2 separate regions of the Mus musculus genome follow, and region 1 is linked to region 2. Evidence: chromatin contacts called from public Hi-C data. All regions are on one chromosome and are shown on one strand. The core of a region is the stretch at or near the end of the contact, and the rest is flanking DNA. Distances in the headings are between cores, read along the strand shown. Region 1 has its middle 170 kb from the start of Iqub. Region 2 has its middle 40 kb from the start of Slc13a1.

The links. A called contact is a pair of places that touch in the nucleus more often than the background predicts.
Region 1: a contact with region 2 is called in a Hi-C map of liver, with 5 times the contacts expected there. The contact joins two enhancer-like sites. A contact is called at or near these places in 7 of 484 Hi-C or Micro-C datasets (the CH12 cell line, embryonic stem cells, liver and 1 more) and 7 of 115 datasets of contacts at active chromatin or transcription factors (embryonic stem cells, epiblast stem cells and intestinal villus epithelium).

What each region holds. Positions count from the first base shown.
Region 1 is chr6:24,346,815-24,352,152 of GRCm38.p6, reverse strand. No RefSeq gene overlaps it. Among named protein-coding and RNA genes, the nearest start is that of Iqub, 170 kb to the left of the region's middle. Within about 2 kb of position 3,307, at least 48 of the 459 cell types and tissues checked have an H3K27ac peak or open chromatin away from gene starts, as enhancers often do. A contact at or near this core is called in liver, where this site is marked.
Region 2 is chr6:24,205,150-24,210,051 of GRCm38.p6, reverse strand. No RefSeq gene overlaps it. Among named protein-coding and RNA genes, the nearest start is that of Slc13a1, 40 kb to the right of the region's middle. Within about 2 kb of position 1,926, at least 5 of the 459 cell types and tissues checked have an H3K27ac peak or open chromatin away from gene starts, as enhancers often do. A contact at or near this core is called in liver, where this site is marked.

The DNA.
Region 1 (5,338 bases), core at 2,058-4,557, 140 kb before region 2:
GTTAGTTTTCATGTTTTTTTTTTAGCTTTTAAAATTAAATTTAATTCTTTTTACTTATTCACTTTACATTACAGTCTTTTTTATAAAATATTTTACAACTCTTTACTATTTTTACAACTTTATTAGCAAGTTTAAAAAGATAAAACGACAGAAATACTTTTACAAGTAAATAAATATTTTAAACATAAGCGATAAAAGGAAAGTGGCTTATATTAAGTGTCTGTGCCGGTAAGTCAATGATGACGTCTTGAAAATAAAACATGTAAGCCATATAGGTTGACCATCGTTCATCTGAAATCTGAAGTACTCTAGAGTCTGAAGTGTGCTCGGTGCTGATGAGACAGAACGGGGACATCTGAAGCATGACCTTATATGATGGGTCACAGTCATAGAGCCTGTGCACAGAGAATGTGGCACGCAGGTTATCTTCAGGCTATACGCACAGGTGTCCGTGAGACACAACTGTAAGGACGATCTCTAAGATCTGAGTAACACTTCTTCATGTTCATTAAATCCCAGTAATTAGTTGGTGAGCAAACTGACTTAATTAGCTACAATTTATAGGCTGGTGTTTTGCCATGTTATGGATCTAAAGGTGAGAAATTTCATGAAGTACCACGAGTCAATCATGTCCCTCAGTGGTACACAATCTTTAAAGTCAATCGGCGCTCTCCAAGAAAGGGCTTGTATTGGACACGTGAAAATGGGAGAAGATTTCGATATGAGTCCTGCATGTTAGATTAAGGAAAATTTAGGGTCTTTCCAATTATCATCAAAGATGAAATAAGAAAATGATGAATTGTCATTCCTTCTAGAGCCTGGAACATATAAAATACTAATTGAGTAGGTTAGAAATTCCAGTCATCTGGAATTAAGGATTGTATTATAATGAAAACTGCTTGGAATTCTCCTTTCTAGAATAATATCTTGTTTACAATAAGATAATTCCCTTGTGTGCTTGCTGTGACCTGGGACAGGTTAGTGCATATAGAGAGATTTTATACAATACAGTCCCAGCTGTTGCGACGGTGTAGCCTTCTGCAGTTTTTCAGAACAGCCTCTAGAGGTCAGGATTGAGGCACTGTGCATAGCTTAGCCTCCCCTCTCACTACCTAGCCAGTTATAATGGGATCAGCGCTGAGACTTAGTTCTCCATATGGTGACATTCATACGCTGTAAGGATTGTTCCCCCCATAAGATTTAATTATAACAATCTAATATGCAATAATAATTCGCTGCTATTAGACATTTAAAATATATATGATTTATATATGTAGTCCGCATTGATTCCTTCTAAAATGAAGAAATCGAGGCTCTAACGCCGTTTAAGCATTTACTTAGACTTTGATATATACAAGCATTTATAAAATAACATTCTGGAAGATTTAAAGTACTTCAGCTATAAAATAATACAAGTATTTCAAGTTTTCTGAAAGCTCCTAAAATTCAGGGTAGCAATCATTCTCTTAATTCAAAAGCATTTGAAAACTCTCCAAATAATATTGAAATCACTTGGAACAAGACAGACTAATTTGCCATTATTACCGCATTTCAGAGAGTTATCAGCTCCATTTCAGAGGATGAAGGCAGCCAAAGACCTTCCCACACTTTCTCCCGAGCATGTCCAGGGACTGTGGTGGCTCTCACCACCGGGGAACCCAGAAGGCTCATCCCCAAAGCTCCACACACATTTCTGGAGCCGAATGACTTCCTGTTTGTGGTTATTTTCTTCTTTATTCCTCTTTTATTTATTTATTTTCAACAATGCTTTCAGATATGGATGAAAGGTGATCAAAATGTCTTTTAACATCGATGTGAGTTTCAAATACAATACTCTCTTTAGTGACACATCTTGAGCTGCTTCCAAACAGTGTTATTAAGAAAGACTCTCCCCTTCTCTTCTACCTCTGCATGTGTGCCCTTTCTCTTTCTCCCTTCTCTACCCCACACCCCCTTTCCCCATGCTCACTTCCCTAACCTTGGTCCTTGGGGCCAGTAAACTCTTTCTGGCCTGAGAGCAGCTTCCCAATACAATAAACCTGCTAATAATAATAATAATATTAATAATAATATCCCCTTATAATTCCGACTATGCCCAGACATTTCCTATTCTTGCGAGTCCCTTCCTCCATTCTTTTTTTTTTTTTTTCTCGATTCTGTTCTTTACAGAAGAACCCATTCCTTAGGAATGAGCTCCACTATCATCCTCTCCACAAAGTTCCCAAAGCAGTCCTTGTTGGATTCTCCCATGGGTCCTTTGTCTATTACGTTGACATTCACTCAGTTCTCCTGTGTTCCTAAAATTTACAATTACAACCACTGAGGAAGAAGAGGATATTCAAAACATTTCCAAACTTAAAGGCCACAGCTACCAATCAATCGGATGAAGCAGCTTCGACAGACAATTCTGTCCTAAAGAGGCAAGAAAGAGTAGCTTGCACCTAGCCAGGGGTTCTTACAAGAAGGTCTCCCATGCTGCTGACAATGCATTGTTAACATATGGAGATGCTAAGGTGGCGCGTAGTTAACCAGTAAGGAAATTACTCCTTAACTCCTACTGACTTCAATACATTTGACACCAATTTGACTCAGACATTAGTTTACCCTAGTACAAACACACATACAAAAAAAGGGTTGTACTTTAAAGTTTTACGGTTACCCATCACAGAACGTGTGCACTGAGTCGTCCCAGCAAACAACTTGCCCTCTGCTTGTTCTCCCATGCTCTACTTTATTTTTGATGAATGGAGTGGGCTAATTAAATCTTATTTGTAGAAGGAAAGGGTAAGAAACGAACCCATTTCCCAAATAAAATTACAATCTTTAGTGCCGTTTAAATGATAACCTATATTTCGTTTATTCTAAAGGTATCAAAAGGCACTTTGGAAGACTGTTATCAACTCCATTTGCACACGCACAGAAGCCATTTTTCACCAAATATTTACCTGGTATGGAGAAGATTCTTTGAGTAAGATATTAAAACGAAGAAATGCTTGTTCAAATTTTGCCACAAGATAGCGATTCTCCAGAAGCCTTTTTTAAACAAACAACAAACAAAACAAAACAAAAACAAATAACTTAAAAATAAATCTCTAAGGGTAAAGAAAGGGTCCTTGTTAGCTTGTTTCTCAGCTCTTTCTTGTGGGAGATTTTATTTTTTTAGTCTTGTCAATTGGGATGGCTTAGTGCATTTCCACATTTTTTCCAGCTGTTGGAATTTGTTGCTCAACAGCGTAGACAGTGTTGTGATGTCTTTCCCTCTACCCCTAACAGCTAGATGCATGACCCGCAAACAGCAGGGAAACTCAATATATTGACTTCTTAGAAAGACTGGGGACAATGCTGACAATTTGACGACAACAGCAGCTAATTTAAGGTCAATTATGCTTACTTAAGTCCATTATTTAAATGTGGTTAAAGTGCTTCGAAGGGATGGAATCATGAGTATGAACGGAAGGAGCGTCATGCCTTTGTAAACATTATTGTAGGAAGGAAGGCGGGCCTATAGAAAGCCCTGGACAGACAGTTGCATAGTTCTAGATTACTCCTAGGAGACAGAGTGATAGAAGCTGCTGGATTAATTTGCATTTGGGCAGAGGAGTCCTTCCCTGAGGACTGCTAACCTGGCTTAGCATGTACTGCAACTATAAATGCTTCAGGGCGGAAGGGTGCTTTTACATCAGACAGCTGTGTCTCCAGACAGCTGTGTCTCCCCGCTGATTAATGCTAGCGAGCTCCCGGAAGTAGCGGAAGTAGCGCGGGCAGCCAACTGACTCAAATGAGGTCGGGGCTCAACAGGAACCAGTGCTCTCAACAGCACTTTTCCATCTCATTTCCATTTGCTAGCTGTAAACACCGCCTCCCCAGCCTAGAGTTCTTTGACCTCCTCCGGCCTGACTCTAGAATTGTGAATCAAAGCTAAGACCTTTAACCTCAAGTTGTTCTCATTTTGTTTTTCCGACCAAGGCAGACCCTGAAGCCTCTGACAAAGCCTTTTCTCCTGAGAAATGTTAAGCAATTGGCTTAGCTAACCATTAAAATATCATGTGGCTTCAAATTCCTTAATTTTTTAAAAGATGACTGGCCATAGGTTTTCGGAGTTATGTGTAAAGGGGTTACAGATTAAGCGCGTTCTGTCTCCCCAGGAGGAATCTGGCTTTGTGCCCCAGATATAATCCCTGTTTGTGCTGTGGAAGCTGACATCTCTTCATTTTACAGAATCCTTGTTATTGCAGACACAGGGGTTGTGGGAGGTGCTCTCTGCCTTACTGGTTGACTGTTGTTCATTTTCCTCTCTAGAATGCTGCCTTTGAGTCAAGTTAAGTGGACCACAAATTTACTCTCTTAAAACATTCATGTAAACATGTGAGCTATTTATCCTTTCTAACATGAATCTAGGACAGTATAAATTAATTCTAAATATGTAGGTGGAAGAGATGGAAGTCAACATGTTTTATTTTGAAAGTTAAAATGCTGAAGTAACTGGGAAATGGCTAGAAGTCAGAGGAGGGAAGGCAAGGGGGAGGGAGAACTAAGGTTGAGAAGGAGGGGAGAGGGGAGAGAGGGAGGGAAAGAGGGAGGGACATAGGATGGAAAGGAGGAGAGAGGGGAGGAGAGAGGGAGGGAAGGAAGGAGAAAGGAAGATAGAGAAAGACAGAGGGGGAGAGAGAGACAGAGAGGGAGAGAGAGACAGAAAGGGAGAGAGAGAGAGAGAGAGAGATGGCGGGGGTGGGAGGAGATAAGGAGAGGGAGAGCATTTTGGATTCTGATCACCAAATCTTTTCTTTTACACATTCAAAAAGTCGTATGTTTTTCAGTTTGTCCAAGTATTAAAGATTTTACATTTTAAAATGGTTAATTTCTAACAACAATGGCCAAGAAGCCAATTAGAAGCCCATGTTAACAGGCAAGCAAATAATGTATAGTATAGTAAATTATTTTTACAAAGACAGATCAATGTTGGAAGGCCACTTGATGAATCAAAACTGGAGACTCGGGTTTTAAAGACAATGATACAGATCTGAGTTCACAGGTCACCTGCTATATAACGCTTGGCTTCCTAAGTCTCGGAGTGAATAGTACAGAAAAGGAGCCTGCTTATTATTAAGGAGAAACACTCCCAGGCTGGAAATGGAGACAGGTTTGTGATCAGAGCCTGGAGCCCATACTATTTTGATCCACTTTGATATGAACCACTTAGTGCTGTTTCCACTTAGATAGCACCACCTCTGCCCATTTGTATATGGCAAGGACTTTGCTTGCACATGCTCAGTTCCCCCAAAGGAGCCTAGGTAGGGGAGCTGTTTATAACCTTTCTGCCTACTAGCTGTTTTTCATG
Region 2 (4,902 bases), core at 677-3,176:
TGGCTAGAGGCTGAGAAAGGTTTTTGACTAAGAGTGTTCAAGTTTTAGCTTCATATTGGAGCCATCTGGGGAATTTTGAAATGGTCTAAGACCGAGGTCATACCCTCAGAGCAACTGAGTCTCTGGGGGACGGCAGCGGGGGGGGGGGGAGAATATTCAGAAACCGTATTATTTTTTTGAGGTTCCAAATAATCCCCAAAAGTACCCAAGGCTGAACCCCTGCTGTGTAACCAGTGAGTCGCATTTAATCTTTAGGCATATCGGAAATTCCAGTGTATATTCAGTAGGATGTATACATCCTACTGAAAAGAGCTGAAATTTGGAACCTTGTGAAGTTCTAAAAAGGTCATTCTGTAAAGGTACAGAGTTGGCACCACACACTGTTAAGTGGCAGTGAGCAGGTGGGTGCTTTGTGATCACTGAAGAAGTAAATAAGAACTACCCAGGCCCACTTGAATGAAGCTGTCCTCTCAGTAAGTTCTGACATCGTAGTTGTTATCTCGTGCTTCTTAATAATAACTGAAAATAAAAGCAAGCCATTGTCCTGAGGATAATGAAGGAGGAAGGTCAGCAATTACTTACCTGGTACAACAGGTTCCAAGTCACCTGTGAATCACAGTAAGTTGGCAAATAAACACTAGTTACCAAGGAACTTGGCTTCCATACAAAATGGAAGACTCTTTAAACCCATAATCATGGGACATTCGAAAGAGGCTGAAATGTTTCTAAATGAAGAAAATGTCCACTCTACTCAAAGATAAGTTCTACCTCATACATACATACATACCACATTCTTACTCTCTTCGCCTTGATCCTCTCCTCCCTTCTCCCTTCCCTTTCTCCTGTGTTTATTTAAACTGAGTGGTATGGATAAGATATGAAAGTCTTGTTTACAAACAAAACAAAACAAAACAAAATAAAAAACAAAAACGAAAAAAACCCTTCTCAAATATTCAAGAATAAAGGTCACAACTGAGTTCTACTTTCTATTTTCCTGCAGTAATTCATATAATATTATGCTACTGAGAAAATACAGATTGGTTTTAAGGAATGGACAAGAACATCCCATTCCCCTGCCAGCGGTAGTGATTATACCTTTGAACTTCTGCTCTCTGGCTTTCCAACACCTATCAGAGTCATTATTCAGGGAGCATAGGTGAGTGGAGGGGTTTGTGTGGGAGAAACTGGTAAACAGCTGGGGATCCAGGTGCTCCGCATTTAAATTCTGTGGTGCAGAAGTGTTTCCCTCATTACATGAAACTGTCACGTTATCATTTTGTCTAATGATACCATCATTATCATATTCACTTGAGTGACAAAATGCCAGATTCATGCCATCAATTTTCTGCGGAGTCTTTCCAAATCAAAGAGCCTTTCCTTTTTAAATGCATCAAATTATTATGGTGAGCTCAAACAGCAGAAAGAGGATGCAGTAGTGATATTCAAAAATTTCAAGCTATCTTAGTCCTTTCCTCTAGTTCATACATTAAATTCAGTTTTGCCAAGATTTAGCCATTTAAGTTTGAATTATCCTGAGTCTAATTATGCATATCAAGATGAATATTGAAGTGTGAAAATTTCAATCCCAAGAAATGATAAGAAAAAAGTAAACACAATTTAGACAGGAAGGATGAAAATAAATATTCTTATTTTACCAAGCTTCTAATCTGTAATCAAATCTTTCTGAGTGAATTAAAAGAACACATTTTATTTCCGTATATTTAAAAATAATAGCTTGTCTGCAAACATATAATACTAAGTATAGTTGGTGGAGATTATAAGAAAATGGTTAAATGTGTTGACAAGTCTCCAATAATTTGTTTTAGGAAACAGAAAGCAAGCCAAAAGGCAAGATACTAGGTCAGGGAGATAGCACAGTCATTATAGTACGTGCCTCAAAGGATAAAGATCTGAGTCCAATCCCCAGAATCCTGTAATAAACCAAGTATGGTGAAATGTTCCTGTAATCCCAGTGCCGGGAGGGAGGTGGAGCCAGGCAGATTCCTGGAAATTGCTAACTAACCAGATTAGTTTACTTGGCAGACGTCAGGCTACTGACAGATCCTGTCCAACAAAGTTTTTAGATGCAGCACTCAAGGCTATCTTCTTGTCTCCATTTACATACACCTGCACTTATTTGTGCTCCCTCATACACATCAACATCAACTCTCACATATACACAGTAAAAAAAAAAAATTAGAAAGGCAAGATGTATTTACTGTTAAAGAAGTAGGACCTGCATATGCAATCTGTTCTTCATGGAGCCCTTGGAACTTGTCACTATGGTTTCAACACTTTCTTCCCTACTCGGCACCCTCACATACATGCCTCATGTAGGAATTTAATACTCAAAATTGGATAGCTGTCAGTGGAATTAAGAGGATACTGATTTAATCTGATTCTAGATTCAGAAGTGGGGTCATTGAGAAATGATTATTGTAAGATAAGGTGATTATATCACCTGTGGGTTGGCCTGGTAGCTTTATAAGCAGGAGTGAGGCATACAGGTATACATGCATGTCCATAGTAAGAGATTACTATGTGATATTCAACTCTGTCAACAAGAAGGTCATCACCAAACAATACTCTCTAACCTTATATCTTCATGGGCCTAAATCAAATCAACCAGTTGTCTTTATAAAGTAGGTATTTCATTTTACTAAAGCAGCTGAATGTGAAACTGGGGAAAGCAATGAGGAATCTGTGGAAAGAGAAATCTAGGTAGAAGGAAGAATCAGTATAAAGACCCAGCAGCAGCAATCGCTGTGATCTATTTAAATAAAACAAAACAAAACAAAACAAAACAAATAAAAAAACCAGCAGAAGCAGTCATTAAAATCTCCCAATAAAAAAAGAGCCCAGAACCAGATGGTTTTAATGCAGAATTCTCCTACACTTTCAAAGAAGAGTAACACCAATACTCCTCAAATTATCCCACAAAATAGAAACAGATGGAACGTTGCCCAATTCATTTTATGAGACCGTAGTTATCCTGATACAAAACCATATAAAAAACCCTACAAAGAAAGAGAATTACAGACCAATTATGGCCCTTAGGAACATAAATGCAAGAATTCTTAATAAAATATGTATAAACTGAAACCAAGGATGTATCAAGGAGAACATTCACCATAATCAAGCAAGCTTCATCCCAGATATGCAAGAATGGCTTAATAGTTAAAAACTGATAAATTTAATCTACCATATTAACATATTACCAAAGTCACATGTTCATTTTATTAAATTCAGAAATAACCTTTGACAAAATTCAGCACCCCTTTATGATAAAAGTCTTGAAGAGATTTGGGATATAAGGGACATACTTCAACATAATCAAGATAAATTACAGGAAGCTCATAGCCTATGTCAACTTAAATGGAGAGAAAATCAAAGCAATTCCACTAAAATAAGGAATAAGACAAGATTGTTCACGCTCATCATACCTATTTATTATAGTACTTGCTATCTTAGCTAGAATAACAAGTGAAGGAAATAAAAAGGTACCAATTTGAAAGGAAGAATGAAAAACATCATTATTTATAGATATGTTAATATACATAAGTGACCATAAAATTTCTACCAGATGAAAGCTCTTACAGATGATAAACATTTTCAACAGAGTAGCCCAAACAAAATCAACTAATAAAAATCTGTAGTCCTCTTACAAATGACAAATATACTGAGAAAAAAGAAATCAGAGAAACAAAACTTTCACAATAGCCTTAAATAATATAAAATATCATGGAGTAACTGTAACCAAGGACTTGTGTGACAAAAAGTTTAAGACACTGAGGAAAGAAATTGCAGATGGAAAGATCTCCCATGCAAATGACTCTGTAGGATGAACATAGTAAAATTACTCCTCCTACCAAAATCAATCTACAGATTTAGTGTAATCTACATCCAAATTCTAGCACAATTCTTCACAGGCCTTGAAAGGACAATTTCCTGCTTTGTATAAAAATACAAAAAACCCAGGAGATCCAAAACAACCTTGAATAATAAAAGAACTGCTGGAGACATCATCATCCCTGATTTCAAGTTGTACTATTGTGCTATAGTTATAAAAACAGCACTGCAGTGGCACAGAAACAAACATATTGAACAATGAAATAAAATTGAAGACTCAGAAATAAATAAACATACCTATGGACACCTGGTTTTGATAAAGCTGTCTCAAATACACACTGGAAAAGAGCAGCATCTTCAACAAATGGTGCTGGTCAAATTAGAAGGCTGCATGTAGAAGAATTCAAGTAGATCCATACTTTTAACCCTGCACTAAATTCAACTCAGAGAACTCAACATAGAACCAGATGCACTGAACCTGATAGTAGAGAAAGTGGTTAATAATCTTGAAGTCATTGGCACAGGAGAAGACTTTCTGAACAGAACACTGTTAGGATGGGCCTTAACACCATTATATGGGCATTAATAAATGGTCCTCATGAAACAGAATTCTCAAAGGAGGAAAATAAAGATTTAAATAAAACACTGAAAAAAAAAAGTTCAACATCCTTAGCCATCAGGCAAATGCAAATTAAACCTCCTTTGAGGTTTCATCTTAAACTGGTCAGAATGGCTAAGTTCAATCAAACAAGTGGCCAAACTGTAGAGCAAGAGGAAGATTCATTGCTGGTTCCTCAGGAAGATGGTAATCACTCTCCATCAAGATCCAGCTATACCACTATTGGGCAAACATCCAACTGTCACTTCATCCAACCACAGAGATACTTGCTCAACTATAGTCATTGTTGAGCTGTTTATCATAGCTTGAAGTTGGAAACAACCTGGATATCCCAGAACAGAAGAATAAGTAATGAAAATGTGGTACATTTACACAATGGAGTATTAAAACAGCCACTAAAAAAAAAAAAAAAAATGAGACCATGAAAGTGTCAG